Linked DNA regions of Mus musculus: regions 2, 3 and 4 are each linked to region 1. The links are chromatin contacts, called in public HiChIP or PLAC-seq and promoter capture Hi-C maps. All regions are on one chromosome and are shown on one strand. Each heading gives the region's core, a stretch centred on a gene start, on an enhancer-like site or on the middle of the called end of the contact. The rest is flanking DNA. Distances are from core to core; before and after follow the strand shown. Region 1 overlaps Phldb1 (pleckstrin homology like domain, family B, member 1). Region 2 overlaps Tmprss4 (transmembrane protease, serine 4). Region 3 overlaps Gm10684 (predicted gene 10684). Region 4 holds the start of Ube4a (ubiquitination factor E4A).

The links. Promoter capture Hi-C pulls out the DNA fragments that hold promoters and counts their contacts. HiChIP or PLAC-seq counts read pairs in DNA pulled down with a chosen protein or histone mark.
Region 2: a contact with region 1 is called in an H3K27ac HiChIP or PLAC-seq map of T-cell acute lymphoblastic leukemia, with 2.9 times the contacts expected there. The contact joins two enhancer-like sites. A contact is called at or near these places in 1 of 484 Hi-C or Micro-C datasets (cerebellum) and 3 of 115 datasets of contacts at active chromatin or transcription factors (T-cell acute lymphoblastic leukemia, large pre-B cells and microglia).
Region 3: an H3K27ac HiChIP or PLAC-seq map of T-cell acute lymphoblastic leukemia shows a contact between it and region 1, with 3 times the contacts expected there. The contact joins two enhancer-like sites. A contact is called at or near these places in 4 of 115 datasets of contacts at active chromatin or transcription factors (T-cell acute lymphoblastic leukemia and embryonic stem cells) and 2 of 9 other capture datasets (embryonic stem cells and liver).
Region 4: a contact with region 1 is called in a promoter capture Hi-C map of hippocampal neurons, with 2.1 times the contacts expected there. The contact joins the promoter of Ube4a here to the enhancer-like site in region 1. A contact is called at or near these places in 4 of 39 promoter capture datasets (the 3T3-L1 cell line, the C10 cell line, hippocampal neurons and 1 more), 5 of 484 Hi-C or Micro-C datasets (the G1E-ER4 cell line, the N1E-115 cell line and embryonic stem cells) and 4 of 9 other capture datasets (adipose tissue, liver, macrophages and 1 more).

What each region holds. Positions count from the first base shown.
Region 1 is chr9:44,688,843-44,694,623 of GRCm38.p6, forward strand. Phldb1 (pleckstrin homology like domain, family B, member 1) reads right to left here. Exons shown (of 22, transcript NM_153537.4): 19 at 5,532-5,648; 20 at 5,187-5,289. Among named protein-coding and RNA genes, the nearest start is that of Treh, 18 kb to the left of the region's middle. Within about 2 kb of position 2,954, at least 134 of the 459 cell types and tissues checked have an H3K27ac peak or open chromatin away from gene starts, as enhancers often do. A contact at or near this core is called in T-cell acute lymphoblastic leukemia, adipose tissue, hippocampal neurons and 1 more, where this site is marked.
Region 2 is chr9:45,187,543-45,193,323 of GRCm38.p6, forward strand. Tmprss4 (transmembrane protease, serine 4) reads right to left here. Exons shown (of 13, transcript NM_145403.3): 2 at 2,587-2,620. Among named protein-coding and RNA genes, the nearest start is that of BC049352, 5.3 kb to the right of the region's middle. Within about 2 kb of position 2,324, at least 51 of the 459 cell types and tissues checked have an H3K27ac peak or open chromatin away from gene starts, as enhancers often do. A contact at or near this core is called in T-cell acute lymphoblastic leukemia, where this site is marked.
Region 3 is chr9:45,107,498-45,113,278 of GRCm38.p6, forward strand. It overlaps Gm10684 (predicted gene 10684), which reads right to left. Exons shown (of 3, transcript NR_033547.1): 2 at 2,488-3,262; 3 at 1-278. It overlaps Jaml (junction adhesion molecule like), which reads left to right. Exons shown (of 11, transcript NM_001005421.4): 11 at 1-1,034. Among named protein-coding and RNA genes, the nearest start is that of Scn2b, 7.5 kb to the right of the region's middle. Within about 2 kb of position 3,589, at least 7 of the 459 cell types and tissues checked have an H3K27ac peak or open chromatin away from gene starts, as enhancers often do. A contact at or near this core is called in T-cell acute lymphoblastic leukemia, where this site is marked.
Region 4 is chr9:44,962,045-44,967,825 of GRCm38.p6, forward strand. Ube4a (ubiquitination factor E4A) reads right to left here and starts at 3,556. Exons shown (of 21, transcript NM_001346698.1): 1 at 3,441-3,556; 2 at 1,293-1,388.

The DNA of each region.
Region 1 (5,781 bases), core at 1,704-4,203:
ATTCGAATCACAACTCTGCTGAGATGTGATCGACCACCGTAAGACAGAATCGCTAGAACCATGACAGCTGGGCGCAGAGCTAGTGAGGCTCACACGGATAACCTGACCTCATTGATTAAAACAGGCACCTGGGAGCTGGAGAGATGGCTCAGTGGCTAAGAGCACAGACTGCTCTTCCAGAGGTTCTGAGTTCAAATCCCAGCTGAAGACAGCTATAGTGTACTCACATATATAAAATAAATAAATCTTAAAAAAAAAAAAAGTAGGCACCTGGCATCCTAGCAGTTTGCTAAGACAAAGGCAGGATGGTTTTGAGCTCCTGGCCTGCCTAAATGACATATTACATATCTCTAAAATAAATACATTTTAACATAAATACAAATAATAAATAGATTAGAAAGACTTTGATCTCAGCACTCAGGAGGCAGAGGCAGGTAGCTTGACTAGCCTGGTCTACCTAGTAAGTTCCAGGTCAGACAGAGCTACATACTGAGACCTTGTGTCAAGAAACAAGCGAACAACAGAAATCATTTATCCGACTTACATAAAGGAACAGATTTACAACGGTTGCCACAGCTTTGTGTAGGCAACACTAATATCCCTCAAGCAGAGATGAGTTAATAAATTAGTGCCACACAATGGAATATTACATGGTTGCTGTTATGTAAGATGATACAGAATGTGTGTATGTGGTATGTATGTGTATGTGTGAGGATGTGCACGCCCACACATGTGCATACACACACTCAAGAGGCTGGGAGAGGGTGTCACTCTCTACCATATTCTCTTGAGATAGGGTCTCTCGTCGACCCCAGGCTAGGTTGGTTCCCAGCAATCCCCAGCACTCCCCATCTCCCTCTGTCACAGCGCTGGGGCAGCAGGGATGTACCAGGCCTAAGGAGTCCTGTGACCTGCACTCAGATCCTCATGTCTGACCCTCGGGTGCTCTTTTAGCCACTAAGCCATTGCTCCAGCCCCAAGAAACAACCGACAGGCGTAGAGGCGTGGGGGTGACTCTATAAAATGCACCAATGTCCGTATACATTCATAGATGTCCTGGAAACAGAAAGACTGCTAAGATACCTAAGAGGCAACCAGGAGAATGTGTTAGCTGCCACTGGGGATACGAACGTTGTTCATCTGAGTGTGTGCACATCAATAAACCTAGTGTTTTAGGATAAGGAGTTCAAGACCAGTTCTGACTACACAGTGAGCTTTAGGCCAATGTGGGATACAAGAAACAGTGTCTCACTTAAAAAAAAAAAAGTTAGCCTCGCATGGTGGCACATGCCTTTAATCCCAGCACTCGGGAGGCAGAGACAGGCGGATTTCTGAGTTCGAGGCCAGCCTGGTCTACAGAGTGAGTTCCAAGACAGCCAGAGCTATACAGAGAAACCCTGTCTCGAAAAACAAAACAACAACAACAACAAAAAAAACCAAACAAAACAAAACAAAATTTATGTTACCTGTGCTTGGTGGTGACTTATTTCTCAAAGTAAACTTTTTATGTTTTGATTTTGAACTATACAGATATGAATCTCGTGTTATTCAAGAAAATAAGGAAGGCAGGAGTAAAACTCAGTTGGCTGCTTGCTTGCCTAGCACACATGAAGCCCTGGGCTCCTAACATCACACAACCCCGGCATGGTAGGGCTTGGGGCTGCTCAGCGTTGAAGAGCTCCCACTTCAGACAACTCGAGAACCAGACGGGTGCGTGCACACACACACACACACACACACACACACACACACACACACACACACAATTTCAGAACTTGGGAAGTAGAGGCAGGAAGATCAGCAGTTCACGGGTTACCATTACCATAGCAAATTCAAGGCCAACCTGGGCTATGTGAAAGTCTGTCTCAAAAAGGAAAACCTAAAACAAAACGAAAAACCAAACTAAACAAAACACAGAAGGAAGCAGCCACAGAGCTGGGGATGCATGTAGTGCTAGCTCCGTGGTGGGCGGGGTTTGCCCCACCTCTGAGGGGCGGGGCTAAGAAGAACTGCCGTACACTGATTCCTACTGGGCTCTTTAGGCCATTCTACTCCCTTCATGTGAACAGCATAGAGCATATACATTGCACACAACATTCAAGGTCAGGGAGGAGGGGAAGGGAATGGGAGGGGGAGAGGGAGGGGGAGGGGAGCCGTCAGAGCAGAGGTGAACACTGGGTGTGGAGGAAGGGAAACAGGCCACTACAAACACCGATCACATGGTACAACTGCCACCCTCAGCCACCAGCTCCAGGAGAGGATGATACTAACCACTGAATTCAGAAGTGACAGCTACCAGTAAGCTCCTCTCATGGGTCCCTCTCCACTCCCCACACTCCGGGTTACTTCAGGCCCAGTTCCCTCCTCCCTCCGGCCTCCTGAAGGTCCTGTCCTAGCCTCTAGCCCTGCCTCTCACCTGACCTGGTGTTGAGGAATGGGTTTTAAAACCTTCTCTGATGGTTCCTCTTTGGGGAACCAGCTGCCTGTGTGTGCCTGGCTCACACTGCCGCCAACACATCCTTGCCTCGCAGCCTCCCCCACACTGAATTAGGTGGAGTCTCTTGAGATTCTCACTGTCCCCTTAGCAACCCAGCTCTTCACACCCCAGGGCCATCTCCCTCCTGTCCACAAACTCCTAACCAAGATCCACTGCGGGCCACTGCAACAGACACCACAGATTCTCAGCACAGAGCTTGCAACACTCAATGTGAACCTCTGTCATCCACACCTATATCCTCCTCCAACGGCAACAGCTATGTGCCAGGCACAGAACAGGCGCTCGCTTGCTCGTGGCAGGATGACTGAGTCCTAGGAACTGACACCTGCAAAGGGATCCTAGGCTCTTGTGCTAGGAAGTTACAACGTGGCGAGGAGGTACAGGCACACAGCCTAGTTGCTTGCCAGCGTGGCTTGGAGCTCAGGAGTACTCTGCCACATCTGAGGGAAGGAAGAGGTGTGAAAAGCAAGAGCCCATTCAGAGCACCCAGCATAGTCTGGCACGGAACTCGGCATCTGTCACTACAGCATTACACTCCGGGCTGATGTCACACAGCAAGGCAGGGATGACTGCCGGAGTGCTGAGGAGGGTGGGAACGGTTCCAGGTAAGGTGAGCGCCTGGAGGGGTTTACCCACGCTAATCTAATGTGCTTTCCTGTTGTAGGAAGGAGGAGGGCGCGGGTCCAACCGGCAAGCCACACCCAGGTCCTGGTGTAGCCCTAAACCCATCTCAGCATTTCCTCCTGGCCATCCTCCAGTGGTATTGTGCTCTGCCCCCCTTCTTCTTTCCCTGGAAATAGTAACAGGGAAACAGCAACCTTCGTACACTCTGTCCCGCCCACCTATCCTTGGTCTTGTGCAATCTGACTTCTGCCTGCTTGCATGGTGGAAACCCTTCTCTCCACAAATCTCAGACCCGGAGTCAAATGGCCTTTGGGCCACATCCTGCTTGACCCTCTGGTGGTATCTATCATGGCTGGTGACACCTTGGGCTTACAAATGTCTGTTCCCTTGGCTGGCTTCCTTCTGTTTCCGCTCCTCGTCTAAACGTGGTCTCCTTTGTTTCACAGGCATGAACCAAGATTGCCTTTGCCAAGCGCCAGCCCAGCACCTGGCGCACAGTCAGAGCCAGCTTCCTGCTTCCTTTTCTGCCTCTGCTGCTTTCTATCCTGCCTCTTCTCCACTCGTGGCTGCTCCTCCCCTCTCCTCGGCCTTGTCCTTGCTGAGAGACTGTGGGCAAAGGCTTTCTGAGCCCTGTTAAACTCGTTATACGTAACGGAGGTGTCAATATAGCGCTTTTGGCAAAAATTAGATGAGCCGATGCATCCAGAGTACCAACCGTTCAAGTGTCTGATGGACAGGCCCTGAATTTCCTATAATTATTACGCCAAGACTTTCAACTAGGGTCTGCCTCCCAGCCTAACCTTTTCCCTGGACCTAGCTAGACGCATCTCAGCCCCAGTGTGTCTGAAGTGGCTCTGCTTCTCAGGCTGACAACGTCCCTCTAGCTACACTCAGGCTTGTGTCTCTCCACATCCAGGACCCATGTCGACTGGGGAAGGCTTCTCCTTTTTTTTTTTTTTTTTTTTTGAGACAGGGTTTCTCTGTGTAGTCCTGGCTGTCCTGGAACTCACTCTGTAGACCAGGCTGGCCTCAAACTTACAGAAATCCACCTGCCTCTGCCTCCCAAGTGCTGGGATTAAAGGCATGCACCACCACACCCGGCTGGGGAAGGCTTCTTAAAAGGGCAGAAAGTCAAGAGGTGCAAGCAAGGCCCTGGGCCTGGGCATTCATGACCTGGAAGCCCTCCCCTTTCCAGGCTCTTGGTAGGTAGGGCTGTTTTCCCCAGCTTTGCAGGTGGCGGGGCTGAGTGACTGGTAGGCAAATGTGTCACACATTACCTCCCCGCTGAGACTCTTAATGTCAAAGCAAAGCGCCTCAGAACTCTCTTGGCTCTGCCAACACGCCCAGTAACGTTCCAGAAAGTCGCACTGTGCCTCAGAGACAGCCAACCCGCAGTGCACAGCGAGTTCATGTGGTGCATATGGAGGACTGCCGATCACTGCACCGTTGAGCCTTGGCTGATTAGAGGGCCACCCAGAACCTCGGGATCTAATGGGAAAGGCTGAAGGTATTCCGGGACAGGAGTCTACGCCAGAGACTGGATGAAGAAGAGCATCGTAAATAAGTTTCCTGGTTCCTGGACTGTCCCGAGAGTCCCTGAAACTGCTCAAGCGATTACCTCGAGGTCTCTGAGGGAGACTAAGGGGCAGTCCGAAGCCCAGCATCAGGGTATCTCCTGTCAGCAAACTCACTCACTGTATTTACTTTAACTCTCTGCTTAGCATCCAACTTCCTGACCATATGCACCAAGGGAGAAGGCATGACCACTTAGTTGTCTCTAGAGTCTAAAACAGGAACTGGAGTTTATGAGATACTCAACACCACCACAGAATGAATGAATGAATGAATGAATGATCGAACAAATGAATGAATGAATGAATGAAGAACAAACCAATGCGAATCGGGTGCACTCTGTACATTTTCAGGCGTGGGAAGCCAAAGCCCATTAGAGCCTCTGGCCCTCTACTTGGAAGCTTGGCTTCCTTCTAGCAGACCAGACAATCCAGCTGTTGGAACCCAGGAGCCCCCTCCCTGACAGGCTCAAGGGCAGCCTGTGGGAACTCACCCACGTAATAGGAAAGGGTGCGCTTCAGCCGATCAAAGACAAACCAGCGCTTCTTCCACGATTTAATCTTGCCACCCATCTTGATCAGGTAGCCACGGCACACCTGGTGGGGAGCAACGGCAAAGAAGTAAGTGAACATGGAGCTCTGAGCTTGTCTCCTTTAGCCACCCGCCTGTGTCTGCATTTCCAGAGGCTATCCCTGGCTAGCACTGAAAAGTACTGAGACAGTACTGACAATGTTGGGACAGACTGAGGCCATCCCAAGGTCCCCGGGGGTGCTTCTGAATAGGATCTGACTATGAGTAATGCCCCCCACCCTCACCCCAAGCCACATAGGTCTGGTACCTTGCTGCTAAGCACCACATGTAGGCAGGTGTCCACCCCGTGGCCTGATGACTCTATGTGGGTCTTCAGATCAAAGTCCTCCTTCCGGTTGGGAAGGTAACGTGTAAGAGGCCGTGCCTGAGGGGCAAGCGCAGGGACAGCAGAGTTATTTTTCCTTTCTCCTGGTTCACTTGTTCTTGTTCCTCTGCTTCAGTCCTGACCCTCCCCCAATGTCACAGCACCCCCTTCTCAAGACCCTGCATCGAAAGAC
Region 2 (5,781 bases), core at 1,074-3,573, 500 kb after region 1:
TGAATGTTTGGTCCCCAAATGGTGATACTATTTTGGAAATGTCTAGAAACTTGGGAAGTTAAGGTTGAGCTGGAGCAAGTAGATCTCGAGGGTTTATATTTGGGAGTCTACTTTCTTTGCCTACTTTTAAAATTTCCTTCTGTGAATCCCATTTTCTGCGACATCATGTGAATTGTTCTGCTAACACTCTTTCATGGACTGAAACATCCTGGCATTATTTCAGAATGAGTCCTGTGTCCATGAAGTTGTTTGTGTCAGGTGTATCGGTCACAGTGACACAAAAGAACACTTGGGTGGCCAAGGAGATGGGGTATGACAAGGTTGCGAAAAGTCCTCAGTTGGCATCAGAGACAGGCTCTGGACCTTTTCAGGTCCCTTTCCTTCAGGCAATGAACTCATGTGGGAGCCTTCCTCCCCAAGGGGGGGCTGGGCAAGAAGCTTGAGAGCCTCAGAAACCTAGAAAGCAGCAGGCGGCCTCTCTCCTGCCTCCACACCTACATGGCTCACTCCCTCAGCTTCCAGCCTTTCTTTCAAGTCTCTTCTGTGTGAGCCCACTCTAGATTTTCCTGTTTAAGATAAGACCACTGTGCATTTCCCATCTTCCCCTCTTGCCTGTTTTTCTCCCAAAGCACTTATCATCTCTGACCTACTTTGGCTTGTTTTCTGTCTCCTCTCACCCCTCCCTGAAATGGAAATGAAGCCACCATGGAAGACGGTGTCTTTTGTGCATTTCCGAGTCTCCAGTGCCTAGAGCAAGGTCCACAGTAGACACCCAACTAGTGTCCACGAGATGGGAAACGATCCATCCTTGGCTCTGTTCTTTTAGGCGCATCCTGTCAGCCCTTCTCCAAGCTCACTTTATTCGGTCTCAGACAGTGCCAGTCATGTGTCTGGCTCTACCCACAGTCCTCTGCTCAGCTGAAACTCAGACTGATGTCTGCCAGAGGCCAGTGCCCCATACATGATGGTATCAATGGCCTGATAAGAAAGCTCAAACTCTGTGCCTCCCTGATGGAGAGTTTTAACTGTACAGAGGCCCAGTACTAAGGATGTGAAAAAAGACATGGTATGGCCTGTAAGTTGTTAGGACCTGCCACAAAGTAATTTTATCAATAATACTAGCTGGTCCTGTTTTTTTTAAAAGTCCTTACATCAAGTCTTCATAATTACCCTGTTCCCATGGCCACGGACACATCAATATTTTGTTCAGTCATCCATGCATGATATGTTTACTGGTCACCTGCTTCTGGGGACATGAGGTTGACTTGTTTTCACCGTTATCGAACAATCTATTGGATTGTGTCCAAGCCCAAAGGTGTGTCCTGGCTCTTCCTTCTCTGGAAGGGATATTCCTCAGGAAGGAACTTAACTAAAGTTTAGAAATATCCTCCATGCCTGTGGTTGTTCCTTCTGTCTGTTTGTCCTGCCATTGCTTTTAGATAGAGCTTCCAGGAAAGTGGTATTTCCCCTGTCCCTTCCCTCTTGAGTGACAACAGGGACTCTGGTCACATTTACTTCTGGACTTTAGTACTCTGAACCTTTTACGCTGTGTAATTGACTTCATTTACTAACCCAAATGGATCTCACGGCTAATTCAGCGTACACACACACACACACACACACCACACACACACACACACACACACACACACACACACACACACAGAGTTACATCCACAGGCTGGTTTTCTGGTGCCAAATGACCTGAGTGTTATTCCTGACTTCTGGGACTCAGGAGCTCAGATCTCACCCCATCGCCACCCCCATCCATGGCTGGCTGACTCATCTAGCCTGGTTTATACAGTGTTCCCCATCACCTGAGCAGCTGCACGGTCTCTCCTTTCAGCTTCCTTTCCACCAGGTGTTCTGGTTTGGCAGTTGTTGGGTTTGTTCATTGGGTGAGGCACAGGAAGAGCCATGGGAAGCCTGGTGCTCTTTGGGGACTCTGTGGTCTACTGTTACATTAACTCCAGAGCACAAAGGAGGTACTGTTTCTACTCGCCGAGTTATTGTTTCTGGTTATTATTAACTTGTGATTCAAATAAAACGTTAATATGAGTGGGATTGCTCATTGTCTTATGGATATGTTCCCTGTTCATTCGTCTTGCCGATATGAAGGCTCTCAGAAGTAAGCATTCAAGAAAATATAATAGGAGGGGTAAAACCCTTAAAGCTGGGAGCTTTTTACTGATTCACTTATCTGTCTCCTTTAGTCAGAGATCCACAGCTATTTTCTTTCCTAACAGTAAAACACCAGTGTCCCGAATTCTTGGTGGCATGAACTCCATGTGACCAGGGCCTACGCTGCTCTATTGCTCAACCCAACTCCATGCAGATCAGGGTCTGGCAGAATAGCCTGGGGAGTCACTGTTCTTGGCCATCAGGCTGCTGGTCATATTCCCCAGAGACCAAGCTTTTTTTTTTTTTTTTTTTTTTTTTTTTTTTTAAACAAATCCTGGAACGTATGAGTACTTAGTACTTCTTGTTGAAGAATGGATGGATGGTGGACTGAGGTCACACATAGCATTAGCACAATGGTGGCTCACTCAGTAGCTGAGATTCAAAGACTTGGGGATGTGAACTTACCACGGTTGTTGAGGGGTTGGCCACTGTCTGACTCCTGCAATGGAAGGGAACAGATTAAGTTGAGTGAGGGAACCTTTGAGATCTGGACCAGCAGGGCCCACTTCCTGGGTATATTCTTCCTGCTACGTATAAGCTACCAGATGAAATGAAAAATTCACCCATACCCCTATTTGACCTGCCTCAACTAGTTTGCCACTTGTAGAGACTCGTTAGGAGCCTCAGAAACGATTGGCTGCCCGACTGTTATCTGTATTGCTTCTTCCTTTGTCAATCATTTGCTTATTTTTACATATATTGTATTTTTTTGTAGAAACAAATAAAGGGGATGCTTAAATGTCCAATAATGTCAAAAGATGTTCACTGCCGTTATTCATTACATAAATGTAAACTCAGGCTTCAGTGAACTAACTCTCTCTCTCTCTCTCTTCCTCCATACATTAGAAAGGCTAAAGTTAAAACACTGACAATATTAAGTGTTGGTGAGAACACAGGACATGGAGCAACTGGGATGTCTATGCTTGCTAGTGGGATATAAACTATAGCAGTGCTTTGATTAAGTGATTTGATAGTAATCACAGGGCTGGTTTATAGATTGATGGCTCAGCAGATCTACTGTGGGATGTAATCACAAGAAATATATATATATATATATATATATATATATATATATATATATTCTTGAGTTTTCACAGTAGCATTGTTTGTAATAGCTAAACATTGGGAAACCCTTAATGGTTGAGTAGCAAAATAAATTGTGGATTATCTACACAATAGGATTTCAGCAGTAGATAGGAGCAAACTTCTTACAACTACACTTTTCTATCTAAAAATATTTTTATGTGTATAGGAATTTTGCTCACATGTATGTCTGTGTACCATTTCTGTGCCTGGTACCTGTGGAGGCCAGACGAGGGCATCAGCTCAGTGGTTAAGGACTCTTATCCACTGAGTTCCTCTCCAACCCCCTGATCCTCTATGATGTCAGCTTGACTGGACTTAGAAATGCCTGTGAAGGGCTGTGTAGATGTCTCTCTTGGTTAATTGCTTGAAGTTAATAAGCATGAAGGCTTGAGTTTAGATTAGTAGCACCCACATATAAGGCTGAGTGTAGTGGTACACCCCTAGAATCCTGGCTCTGAGGAGGTGGAGACAGGAGACTCCTCTGAGACTTGCTGCTATCTAGTCTAGAAAATCAGTGAGCCTCAGATTCAGTGAAAGACCCTGTCTCAAAAATAAGGTGGAGAGTAATCGAGGAAGACACCTACCGTCGACCTCTGCCTTCCACATACACATGATACAGACATGTACACACATATGCACATATGCACAAACATGTGCACACACATACACAGAAATGCCTAGGACATGGTGAATCACATTCTGGGTATGTCTGTGTTGACATCTCCAGAATTGACAAGATCATTGGTTTAATGGATTAATTGACTGATAGATTCATAAACACAATGGCATTATTGGGAAACGGTAAAAGTTTGGGAGTGTGGCCTCATGAAAGGAGTTAGATCCTAGAGGCAAGTTCCTAGAAAGTGTATCTTGCCCTGAACTTTCTGCCTCCTTGGTCATCACCAAACTGGCCGGAGAGGGTAACTTTCAGGACGAGGATGAGAGCAGCTCAGAGCACCTGGTCCTACGGACACCTAGTCAGGAGATAACGAGACGAACAGCAATTTACACACAACAGGCAAAGCCTTTCCATTTAACCTAGTCAGCTCCAGATTAAAAAGAACTGAAACCAAGTGTGTGGTAACCACAGTGGTTAGCATTCAATAATGGCTAAACTAAACAGATGAATGAGAAATATCCATACTGTGCCAGACCCTGATCCACTAAGAAGAAGATGTCAGAGGTTAATAAGCATTCATCCCAGCAGATAAAGAGAGGTCCCCCCCAGAAGACAACTGAGGGCCCTTGGAGGGCTTGGGGGTATATGTGTGACTACAAATAGATAAGCCAGAAAAAAACCCCAGAGGGCTTGAGGGGAGCTTTCAGGAGAAAGTGGGGATAAGAAGACAGTATCTGGATGAAGATGGGGCCAAGGGAAAGGGTGAGAACAGTTAGAGAGGTCACATCTGAGTTGTAACTTGAATGACAGAAAGGTACTGGCACTCAGGTGCAAGTGTGGGTGATGGAAGAAGCTGCAGAGAAGTGGGCATGGCTGGAGGGGAGGCAGAAGCATCAGAGAAGGAGATGAACCTGTGTTCGTTTGGAGCATTAACACAGTGAGTGGGCTTTGTCTGTGGACCCGTGCCCTTGGATGTTAAGCAGGTTAGGGTATCCACATAAGGCTAGAGGGGGTTGTGGATGCTGAGAGCATTTGTTGAGTGGATCCTTCCCATAGGTGCATTCTTTTTTATTGACTGTACCTGTGTGTACATGCTTCCATTAGTTGGAGCAGGTGGGATGAATTTTTGTTTTTGTTTTGTTTTTTACTAATTCACTAGGCATTGACTACCTATGATGGATGAAAGTTATTCTAGAAGCCAAGACACAGAAGGAACAACAACAGCAACAACAACAGCAACAACAACAACAACAACAGTGCAGTCTACACCTTTTTGCGCTTTGGCTGCTCATTTTGAGCTGAAGTGGCCTGATACTCCCGTCAGGCAATGTCTCCCACTGCTGGCTGCTCAGTCAAGCCTGTACTGTACAGAATATCGTCCTCGTTCACAAACAAAAGGCAGGAAACAGTGAGTCAAGTTAAAACACTGCTCCACAGTCACGGAACCATGACTGCGCCATTAATCCCCGCATCTAAACTCTTTCTATGGGTGAGATAGAGTGAATATTGAATAAATGGTGTTGAATCAGTACATTAACAAGCCTGTCTCAGTTTTAAGACTTGGTCTTGGGCCAGCTTTTAAGAATCTGCCTGTAAATACAGTCACACAATAAAATATTACACGGAAGTAAAAATAAAACTATAAGTTATCTCAAATGAAATGGAACATTAGCAATCGAGTAACAAGGGTAAAATGCCGACAGGTTACCCATAGCTCCGAATCCTTTTTGTGAAGAAGCAGGAGAATAATAGACATGGGACTGCGGATGGGCGGGGCTTACATCAGCCAAGTGGATAGTAAACAGGTGCAGCCAATTTTTGTTAAATTAATATGCAAAAGAGACTTGCCCTTCTACCTCAGCAGGGGCATGGGTGTGCATGTGAGAGACGACAAG
Region 3 (5,781 bases), core at 2,339-4,838, 420 kb after region 1:
GCAAACTTTCTGAGAAGGAGGAGAGACTCTTTTTGATGGTCCCTGGGACTACTGTGCCAGCTATTTTAGACTTGTGCATTCCATCTGGTCTTGGCCTCCATCAAAAGGCTGAAGACGGAGGGTTTGGAGTCTGGCAGGAAGGCTGAACTGCTCCGGATAACCAGGCACTGATGAGGGGAGGGAGACCTCGGACTTCTCCCAGAAGTGGTGTGCGGGCTGGTGAGGATGGGGAGCAGCCTGGTCTGCCTTGTGCTTTCAAGCTCTCCATTGGACTGGATCTGTAACGTGAACAGTGGTTTGCTTGTTTGTTGTTCGTTTTTGCGGATGAGCTACTAAGAGACACACAGAGATATAAACCAAAAAAAAAAAAAATTATTTTGATGAATTATCCCCAAATAGGTGTGATTTGTTGGAATCATCTTTTTTTATGTCCCAGATGAAGGACAAGTGGGGAAATTTGAAGCATGGAACTCCTGAGAGAGTGTTCTTTGAGGAGAGCCACAATGGACTCAGCATCTGGGGACTGGTTTGGATCTGGGGGGAAGACTTAGGGGTAACCCATTGGAAGTGGGATATGAGAACAGCTCTGGGATTTCCTCGGGCTGGGAATCTGCACTGATGGCTGAAGCTAGGCCTGTGGAGTTTGGACATCCATGTTTTCCAAATGCATTGAACAGGCTTGCCAAAGCGAACAGCCAACGATTGAATCCTTGGTCTGAAATATGAGACTCCTGTACTTTTCATTGTTATCATGAGACTTAAACAGGTTGATCTTATTTAAATATTTTTTTTTTAAATGGGAGTGGTGCTGGAGAGATAGCCCATCAGTTAAGAGAACTGACTGCTCTTGCAGAAGACTGGGGTTTGATGCCCAGCATCCACATGGTGGCTCATAACTGTAACTCCAATTCCAAGGGAGCTGACACCTTCTTCTGGCCTTTGTGGTCCCTGCATGTGCAAGGTACATGGACATACATACATATATATAAAAGTTTTTTAAAAATGGTCAATAAAAACTAAAAGTGTTGATCTTAGAAGTTTTGGTTTTTTAAATCTTGACTTATGGCTCCTAGGGATCAGCTGGGACTCATTATGGTCACCTTTCCTCAACTGTCACAGACCTTACCTCATTTCTGTATCTTTCTCCTCATTGCCCATTCAGGGGCAATAAAAGTCTTCTCTAAGTCCTTCTCTCCCTTTTAACTACTGGGGACTTGTTTTGGAGTTTTGTCTATACCAACACAATCACTCTATTATTGAGCTACACTGGCCTAGTCCCTGGGCCACTGATTTCTTTGCTTGTCTGAGACAGAGTGTTGCCCATAACTCAGTGGTAAGATCTGTTGCTGATGACACCATACACTTTGGTAAACACAGAGAAGTCAGCCTGGTGCCAACTGGAAATCTTCCTTGTTGGCTAGCTTCCATGGTGCCAGAGGGTGCTATGAAGACCATTGAGGGGGAGGCATAAATGGTCTTACCTAGTGTTGGACCATGCACTCATACACACGGTGGAGCCTCCTGGACTATTGTTACATGACCTTTATCGGGAGAGCCAACGACTCTCTGATGGGATTTGAAACCTGCTCCACAGGAGGGAGTTCATGCCTGATACTGGAAACCTGGCCAAAAGTCTATAGCTGGGGAGGTCCTAGGTTCTGGAGTTGGGGGTGACTACTATTTTTTTGGTAAATGTTTGTATAGTGAAACTACTTTCTAAATAGTTATGTCTATACTAATAGACGAGGGATGCTGTCAGCTATGGTCAAAGAGGCTTCTTTTTGCAGTGTGCAACAGTTAATGCAGAGTGTCAAAACACTGGAAATAAGTGATTTTTTTTTGAGTGCTAAGCCCTAGATAGGATGTCTGTATCCAGGCCATCAAGGCTCAGGGGACATTGCTGGAGGGGGCAGGAAGAGCTGAGGGGAGCAGAGCAGTGTTGTAAACTGTCCTCTGGACTTGACAGCAGCTGTGGGTACCTGCAGGAGATCGGGTTAACCGACATTCCAGCAGCACTGGGCGATGAGTCCAGGAGGTCCCACTCCTAGCTGAGGAGCTATTGAGAAAGTGTGGTGATTGATGGGCCAACCATTCCTCTAGGGGATGACTGGACACCAAGTGTGAACCATTGGATAGGAACAGCACTAGTTGGGCTCAGTGAGTTACTTAAAAAAAAAAAGATTCAGGCTGGAGAGATAGTTCAGTGGTTAAGAACACTTGCTGTTCTTACAGAGGACCTGGATTCAATTCACATTACACACATGGCAGCTCCCAGCCATCTGTAATTCTAGCACTAGGAGATTCATTTGGCTTCTGTGAGCACCAGGCGTGCATGTGACACACCTACACACACACACACACACACACACACACACACAAACAAAGCACCCATACAAACAAAATTTAAAAAATTAAAACAATTAAAAATTAAGATTAAAAAAAAGAGGACATGAAGGAGACAGGGTATTGCTTTGTAGCCCAGGCTACCTTAGATCTTTCTGTATCAGCCCCTGGAGTGCTGGGATTAAACCCACTACAGTAGCTTGAATCTCTGACGTCTGATTTTTTTTCCTCAAGTAGGGATACATTTTTAAATGATTCCCCAAGCCCTTCAAACATGACACGATTGTTATTCGTTCATTCTGTTTGCTTCTGGTGAACCATGGAAAAGAGTCACTAGATCTCTCTTTGTGCTCTTTGGGAGCCACAGAAAACATCTGTTGATGCTAAACAAAGATTACGTTGGAGGCAGCATCCTCCCCTGGACAGAGCAGAGTCTTAGGCTTTCCACAGCTGAGGTCCTCATAGAGGAAGAAACTTCATGTGTGGCTTATTGAGTTAAATTCTTTCTTGGGCTAAGAAGCCCATTTCTACTTCCTTAAACAGTGTGTGTATTGGAGAATGGCCTTCTTCTGCATGGCCTTCAGGATACAGAGTCAGGTGGATGGACGGTGATTTCACAACCATTGTTCTGGGTTTGAAACTAATTGGAGTAGAAGCTTAAGAATGGGTGGGGCAGCTTGGTCCTCCGAGGGCATAGTGCGGAAGCTTTGATATGTCCAACTTTGATTTGTTCCATTTGGTTCCCATACTGGGCTTGGCAGCTAGAACTGAGGAGAAAGGGCAAACCCACATCTCTCTCCTGTCCCTAGATTCCCGAAACCTTCCTTTTATATTTCGAAATTGAGGTAGATCCAGAGCTATCAAATACTAATACTTCAGGAGACCACAGGGAAAACCTGCTTGCTTCTTATCCCATGGCCTGAGAGAGAGAGAGAGAGAGAGAGAGAGAGAGAGAGAGAGAGAAAATGAATCAGGTAGACAGTATAGGAAAAAGGCTTTGAAGTTAAGTGGCTGTTTCAAGCCCTGGCCCAACCTCTTACTTCTTCATACCAAAAAGATTATGTGTATGCTTTGGGGCCTATTTTTCCCATATAAATGCTCTTGGCTTAGAAAGGGTTGCAAAAATCATGAAGTAAAAATATCATAAGCTTAAACTTCATCAAGCACATTAACCGTACTACATCACAGCTTATCCGTACCACACTATAGAGGCTTGGCGGCTCCCTAGTTGGTTGTGATCTCGCAGCTGACTGTGGTGGCTTACTATTGCTTTGCACTGAGAGACAGGATGTTATTTCTTGTTACTAGCCTGGGAAAAGATCAAACTTGGGAACTCATAGCACAGCTTCTAGTGAATGCATATGGCTTTCACATTTGCACCAAGTAGAAAAATTTTGTATGTCAAACCATGCTAAATTGAGGCTTACTTATGTAGGAGTGGATATTTGTGGGGCTTGTTTTATTTTTATTTTTAAAAAATTATGAGTCTGTAGTGGTCAGAGGACAGTTTGCAGCCTTGTTTTATTTTTAAAAAATTATGAGTCTGTAGTGGTCAGAGGACAGTTTGCAGCCATTGGTTCCCATGGGTCCTTGGGTGTCCTGCTTTGCTTTCTGTTGCTATGATAAACACCGTGACCAAAAACAACTTGGGGGAAGAAAGGGTTTATTTGTCTTGTATTCCCAAGTCACAGTCTGTCATACAGAGAAATCAGTGCAGGAACCTCGGAGCAGGAACTGAAGTCGAGACCATGGAGGAGCTCTGCTTACTGGCTTGCTCTGTTTGCTTTTCTGTACAACCCAGGACTACCTGCCCAGCGGTGGCACTACCCACAGGGGGCTGGGACCTCCCATATCAATCATTAATCTAGAAAATGTCCCACAGTTGTGTCCACAAGCCAATCTGATGGTGGCAATTCCTCAATGGAGCCATCTTTTCCTAGGTGACTCCAGTTGTATCAACTTGACAGAAAGGTAACCGGGAGACTCAGGTTGTCAGGCTTAGCAACAAATAACTTTACCCAGCGAGTCGTCTCTCTAGTCCAGGAATCCCCCACCCCCACCCCCCACCCCCAGTGACTAAATGAAGTAGCTTAGGCAATTGTGCCTGGGTTGAGCCTTCTAACCCTGTCACATTTGTTTGCCCAATTTGATTCATTGCTTCATTTTTTTTTTTTTTTTTACCATTTAATAACTGGTTCTTTGGCTTTTTATGTGATGCTAGCCAGTCTTTTTTATTTTTTTAAATAAATAACCCTTTATTTTATTTAAAAAAAAGTTTGTGTGTGTGTGTGTGTGTGTGTATGTATTTGTGCACACTTGCATGGATGTTTTGCTTGCATATCATATATGTGTAGTACCCATGGAAGTCAGACGAGAGCCTTGGATCCCCTGGAACTGGAGTACAATTGTGATCTGCCGTGTGGGTGCAGGGAATTGAACCCAGGCCCTTTGGTAAAACAACCAGTGTTCTTATCTTCTGAGGCATCTCTCCAGCCCCCTGCTATCCAGTCTGAATAGCAAAATCAAGTGATGTAATGATAGTGTCATCTGGTGATTCTGCCCCAGCCCCTTGTTAATTTTGATTTCTGTGAGTACAAAGTCATTCAACCAGACACCTAAATTCCTCTTTCCGTCCAAAGAAAGAACCTGTAAGGAAGCCACACAACGTTAAGGGCGTTGGGGGAATAGAGAGGAGACAGTCCTGAAAGACAGGAGGCTGCTGGAGACCATGTAAACTGGGTTTCTTCATCCTACAACAAGCAGTTTTTCTGTTTGAATTTTTAGTAGCTTTGGTCCCTAGAACACCAGGGCTACCATACTTACTGGTTTCCAGAAGCATCCAAGAGAAAGCAGTCCCAAGGGTTGAGGAGGTAGGGCTGCCCATGAATAATGGAGACTCTAGTGATTCTAGAAACTAGTCTTGGAACTGAAGGCAGTTGCTGGGCTTCCTTTAAAGGCTCTAGCCTTCTGCTCCTTTGTTCCTCCTCAGTGGATCCTGACCTCCCCAAGGCTAGTCAATAAGAACATGCATCTACATGGGCTGTTATCTTTTCCACAATGCTAGTGATGTGTGTGTGTGTGTGTGTGTGTGTGTGGTTGTTGTTGTTGTGCTGACATTGACACCTAGTTTCTTAGAGCCAAAGAGCCTTAGATTCCACATACATTGCTTTCTAACCCAGAACAGTAGCCTTCTTCCTAGTATCGAGAACCCATTTCTCAGGACTGCTGAGCTGGTCAGCTGCTTTGCAGATGTGGTTGGAGTTGTCAGGCAATCCGTGACCTCTTCTGTAAGACCGGAGTCACAGTACTTTTCTTCTTCAAACAGAGAAAAAAAAATTAAGGGAACTTAATGTTTTCCCACAAAGCCATAATGCTCAGAATAATGGTTATGTAACCTGTTCCTAAATAGGAACAGAAGGTTCTGGAACTTTCAAAGAC
Region 4 (5,781 bases), core at 2,306-4,805, 270 kb after region 1:
TTTTAATTAAAAAGTCGAGCCTCACTGTGTAGCCCAGGCTATCCTTGAATGTACAGTGATTCTTCTGCCTCAGTCTCCAAGTGCTAAGATTACAGGCATGTATCGCAATGCCTGGCTTGAGTTATTTTATATTTAAAAAAATACAACTGAATGATCCAGCTCATTAGATAGGAGACAATGATCTGCAGCATATATATAAAAAGAAAGCTGAAAGCAGGAAGAACAGGACATATTCTCAAAACTATCAGGAGAGAGGGCTTAGCACCACAAATGGCATCACTTCCTTTTTAATTCTATTCTCTTCCATTATATACACAAGCTAACTTTCTATTACATCTTTTCCCTGCTTATAATGGAATTTTAAAACTTCCACAGAGCACTCCTGGCAGATCAACTGTGCTAGCCTCTAGGACCCTCAAGTACAAGTTCATATCTGATTCTGAAACTATCCTCCAAACCACAACGCTTAAGCAAATGTTCACGGGCAGTCTCAGTCTTCCAAGTGATTACTCCTGAGCTGCACGTAGCCACACCACACCATTCCTCGAGATCTACTTCAAGGCACAGACTTATTACATCTGGAGATGCAGCAACAGGCCAAGCTCCCAGGCCAGACACTGTGGCGCTTCAGTACCTATGCATATGTAGAACAGAGAATGAAAATAAGCCTGCTATCACCTCAAATGCTGCCCTAGTCAGCTTTAACTGTCAACTTGACATAGCCTAGAGTCATCTTAGGGGAAAGCCTGGTTTGAGATTGCCCAGATCAGACATTTCTTTGGGGGAATTGTCTTGACTGGCTAGCTAATGGGGCTGGAGAGATGGCTCACTGGTTAAGAGCACTGACTGTGTTCTTCCAGAGGTCCTGAGTTCAATTCCCAGCAACCACAAGGTGGCTCACAACCTTCTGGTGTCTGAAGACAGTGACAATGTACTTAGATATATAAAATAAGTAAATAAATCTTAAAAAAAAAAAAAAGCAAGCAAGCAAAGCATCAGCCAGCAAGCAACATTCCTCCATAGGTTGTACTTCAAGGTCTTGCTTGAATTCTTGCCCTGACTCGCCTCAGTGATGGGATGTGACTTGCAAGTGCACAAATAATTCTTTTCCTCCTTTGAGTTGCTTTTGGTCAGAATGGTTTATAATGACAACAGAAAGAAGACTAGAAAGAATGTTACAAACAAAACAAGGTTTTGCCTACCCCACTGAAGTCATCGTTCTCGTATCTACTTAAAATAGGTATAGAGAATTTCCTTCTTTAGAAGCAAGGCTAAATCATGTGACAACTTACAGGAAAAAATGAGGGCCCACAGATCACCTGTTGAGAACCTCGGTGGAGATCCAGGTTAGACTTAGTCATTGAGCTTACACATGAAAATAAAAGTACCTAGGAAGAAAAGAAAGGTCTGGTGAAATGGACCCTCGATACCTGGTTTGGCTTAATACTTACTCTACCTATTTTAAGTTTCCCAGCTTGAGTAGAGTAGTGCATACCTGTAATCCTTGCACTTGGGAAGTGAAAACAGGAGGATCTTGATGTCAAGGCCAGCCTGAGCTACACAGTGAGACCCTGACTCAGAAATAAATAAGTAAGAGGTTGAAGAAATGACTCTACCAGAGTACCAGAGTCTGGATCCCAGTACCTGAAACAGGGCAGCTCACAAATGCCTGCAACTCCAACTCCAGGGACCTGACAACTCCTGCTCTCTGTGGGCATCCACACACTCTTACAGGTACACATCCATAAAAAAATAGATTCTTTAATAGGAAAGAAAGAAAGTGAGAGAGGGGAAGAAACAAAGAGATTAAGAGAGAGAGGAAGAGAAGGAAGGTAGGGAGAGAGAGAGAGAGAGAAAGAAAGAGAAATGGCTCAGTGGTTAAGAGTACTTGCTGTTCTTTTAGAGGACCACAGTTTAGTTTCTAGCACCCATGTCGGGCAGCTTACAACTTTCTGTAACTACAGCTCTTGGGGATCCAATACCCTTTACTTTTGTGGGCAGCTGCACACATATGGCATGCATATATACAGAAACACATATGGAGACATAAGCAAAACTAAAAAAATTATCTTTAAAAAGAAACAGTAATAGTAATAATAAACCCAAATTCCTTGTTTTCAGTTGCCACACAGAAACACATCCACTTTCTTGATAGCTTTTGGGATGGCACAACTACCAGCCCCCCCAAGGCTTTTGGATTTGATTCATTTTTAGTAAGTAACTTCACTTTACATACCTGCTGCAAAAGTCTACATCTCTAGGAAGTGTCAACCATTGGACCCATACAATTCTCTCATTTTCTCCTGACTCAAGCTTCTACTTATATAGAGTGCTGCTAATCCTTTAAGGCCACTACTGGCTCCTGAGAGCATACAGATATTTTAAGATCATGTCCAATCCAGTTTTAAAGTAGAACTATTGGTAACACTGAAAAACAGATTGCTATAGCCAAGTTCTATGGCTAAGGTGGGGTTGGGTGTAGCTCTGTTCTAGAGCACTTAGTATGCACCAGGGCTTAGTTTATAACCCCAGCAACTCCCTACCCCAAGCCCAAATTACACTGTATTAAATTGTACTCCATAAAGTCTCTATTTTGGAATTTAAAAATGTTCCCAAAGTAACATGTCTACCTGGAAATACCTTCAGTGTTACATTAGGTGTCGTAACAAAAATCCTTGCAATACGTTTATCTGCAAGCTAGGATCTCATCAAGTGAAGCACATACACGTCCGAAAACAAAAAAAGAACACAACACAACAAACAAAACCGTCTCTAACAAACCCTGGCATTTCATCTTGGGCCCCATTTTATGTCTCTGGGACCAAAAAAGTCAATGACATTGAGACTTAACCCATTCTTGCTCTAGGAGACAAAAAAGAATCCTAAAAGGAACAATACTAAACACAAAACGTCTGACTCTATGGTCAATCTGAGAAATGTTTTCTCGACCAAGAAAAACTCGAGCAGAATCCAAAGAGCTACAGCTGGGAAGCCGTCACTCGCTTTAAAAGTCAACCTCTTGCTACACGCACCCTACTGGTTTGATTGCTATGAGTCGAGCTTCATTTTGTCTCCTTGGCATCTGGCACTGTCGTTCACTCTTCGTATTTTATCCTTTGGGGTTCAGTAACATTCATAGGCAGCAGGGAGACCCACCCACCCTGCGCAGGTCCTAGATAAAATAAGTCAAAAGACAGCCACAGCCCACACTCGGGCCTTTCCTAGCAGGGACTTGGCAAAGAAGAAGGGAATGTGCAGAGCCACCGGACGCCGGAGCACCGTAAGGGTTTCCAGATTAGACAGGGTCGAAGTTCAAGACGGACCCGGGTCAGGCAAGCAGTTGAGAACAGCAGGCATGCAGGGGCCTTGACTGGCAATTGCTTAGGAGAAAACCGGGTCGCAGCCTCAACACTCTCGTCCTCTTATACCTTGCCTCTTACCGGAGCCTGAAAGGGCAGGGACGACGACACCTCACAGCTACAGCGACCAAAAGGTTCTTACTTCCGACTCAGCAAGGCAACCGGAGCTGACATCATCGCTGAGCGCCGAGCCTGTTGGGTCTTTACCCCGCGCCGGAAGTAGGGCGGTGTCGGGCTTCGCTAATGACAGAGAAAACACCGAGGAGGCGCATGCGCACGTTTGCTGGCAGCTAGCGAGGGTGGGGGGCGGGCCGGAAGTGGCTTTGGGATTGGGCTAGGCAGCAGGGCGGGGCGGGGCAGGGTTGGCTATGACTGCGTGCTTTGAAGTTTTGTGGAATATGAAGCTAGACCTTGGAAATCCATCTCTTGAGGGCAGATACACTATTGTGGTGTCGGGCTCTGCACAGACTGTGACTTTTTGCTTTTTACGCTCCCTTCTGTCCTATGGCTTTTTGGAGCCGTTTCACTCGTTGTGGCTTAGAAGCAGTAACAATACCAACAAGGACAATGTATAAGACGTTTTGAGCAGGTATTAGGTGCCAGGCAGCGCGCTATTTTGGGTTGGTCTTAGATTTATCTATACAATGCTAACAGTATACAGCCTACAAGTCTGGTTAATTTTTAGTTTTTAATTTTGAAAAATATTTATGAGCATTGATTGGTGTTTTGCCTGTATGTATGTCTGTGTGAGGGTGTCAGATTCCCTGGATATGGAGTTACAGACAGTTGTGAGCTGCAATGTGGGTGCTAGGAATTGAATCTGGGTCGTCTGAGCCATTTCTCCAGCCTTGGTTCTTAGTTTTAGTAAGGAAAATGAAAATTAAAACTGTAGTGAGTGGGACACCGTGGGGCATGCTGTAATTCTAGCACTTGGTACATAGAGACAGGAGAATTGAGCATCCGAAGTCATCCTCTGCTATTCAGTGAGTTTGGACTAACCTAGGGTTACTTCAAACCAACCATCCAACCAACCAAAACCCTACCCTATTCTGAGATACCCCTTAAAAAAAATTATATTGGCACAGCTCAATACCTCAGCAAGAGATTGGTAGCATACATGCATAGGAGTACCAGGCACTTCTTTGCTGTACTTGATAGTGTATATCTATATAACTGCTATGAAGTGAGATTTAGTTTAATAAAATTACATGTTCAGATATTTTTCAATGATATCTTTTATTCTTATTTGTTACTAATACTTTACATATATTCTAAGTGACATTTATTGTTAAAGCTAGACCAAATCCCTAACAATGACCTACAAATAATGAGACAGGAGACAATCTTGTCTTAGACATGACCTCCCAAATGCAACAAAATCTATAAAATGGAATTTATCAAAAAGACTTTTGCATTTCAAAAGTCACCATTAAGAAAGTGAGGTTGGGGCAAAGATTAATATTATGTGTTGTGTAAAAAGCCATTGCTCTGAGCTGAAGAGATGACTCAGCGGTTAAGAGCACCGCCTTACTTTCCAAAGGAGGCAGGGTTCAGATTTCAGCATGCACCTAGCAGCTAGAATCACTAACTCCACTCTCAGGGATACAATGCCCTCTTCTGGCCTCCATTGGCTCTGCATGCCCATTGTGCAAAGATAGACCAACAGCCCTAACACCCATATACACAAAATAAAAATAATACAAAATAAATGTTAATGTGGCTATATTGAAGTAGTGACAAATATTGTTGAAAATTCAAGATTCATAAAAACAAAAAGCTGTCATGTCAGTAGGGATGTAAAACGATGCTGTTAGTTTAGAAAAGAATTTGGCTGTTTCTTTAAGAGCTAAAAGTGAATTTGCCATATGATCTTCATTCCTAGGTCTTTACTCCAGAGAAATGAAATTATAGTTGCATAAAGAGCCTTGCACGCTGGGCTGTGGTGGTGTAAGCCTTTAATTCCAGCCCTTGGAGACAGGGCAGATGGATCTCTGTGAGTTTGGGGCCAGCCTCATATACAGAGAGAGTTCCAGGACAGCTAGGGCTACACAGAGAAACTGAGTCTTGAAAAAACCAAAATAAAAACAAAATAGAACATTTCAAAAGAATCCTCATTGCAGCAGTGCTTATAATAGCCGAGAAGTGAAACCATCATGTGTCCTTTGACTGGGGAATGGACAAGCAGTGGACTGCCCATGAAATGGCTTTTCAGCAAGAAGAAACAAAATACACATATACTTGGAGTTCAAGGCTAGATAGATAGCAGGACCTGTGGGAAGCCACATATGCCATTACAAGGTGACGCTGGCTACCACTGGCCACCACGCATACGGTTGGGTAAACAACCAATGTGTACATATGCAATAACGTTTTTTGCCAAGACACTGCCTGGCCCGGGCATGATAATGAGGTTCTGTGAGGT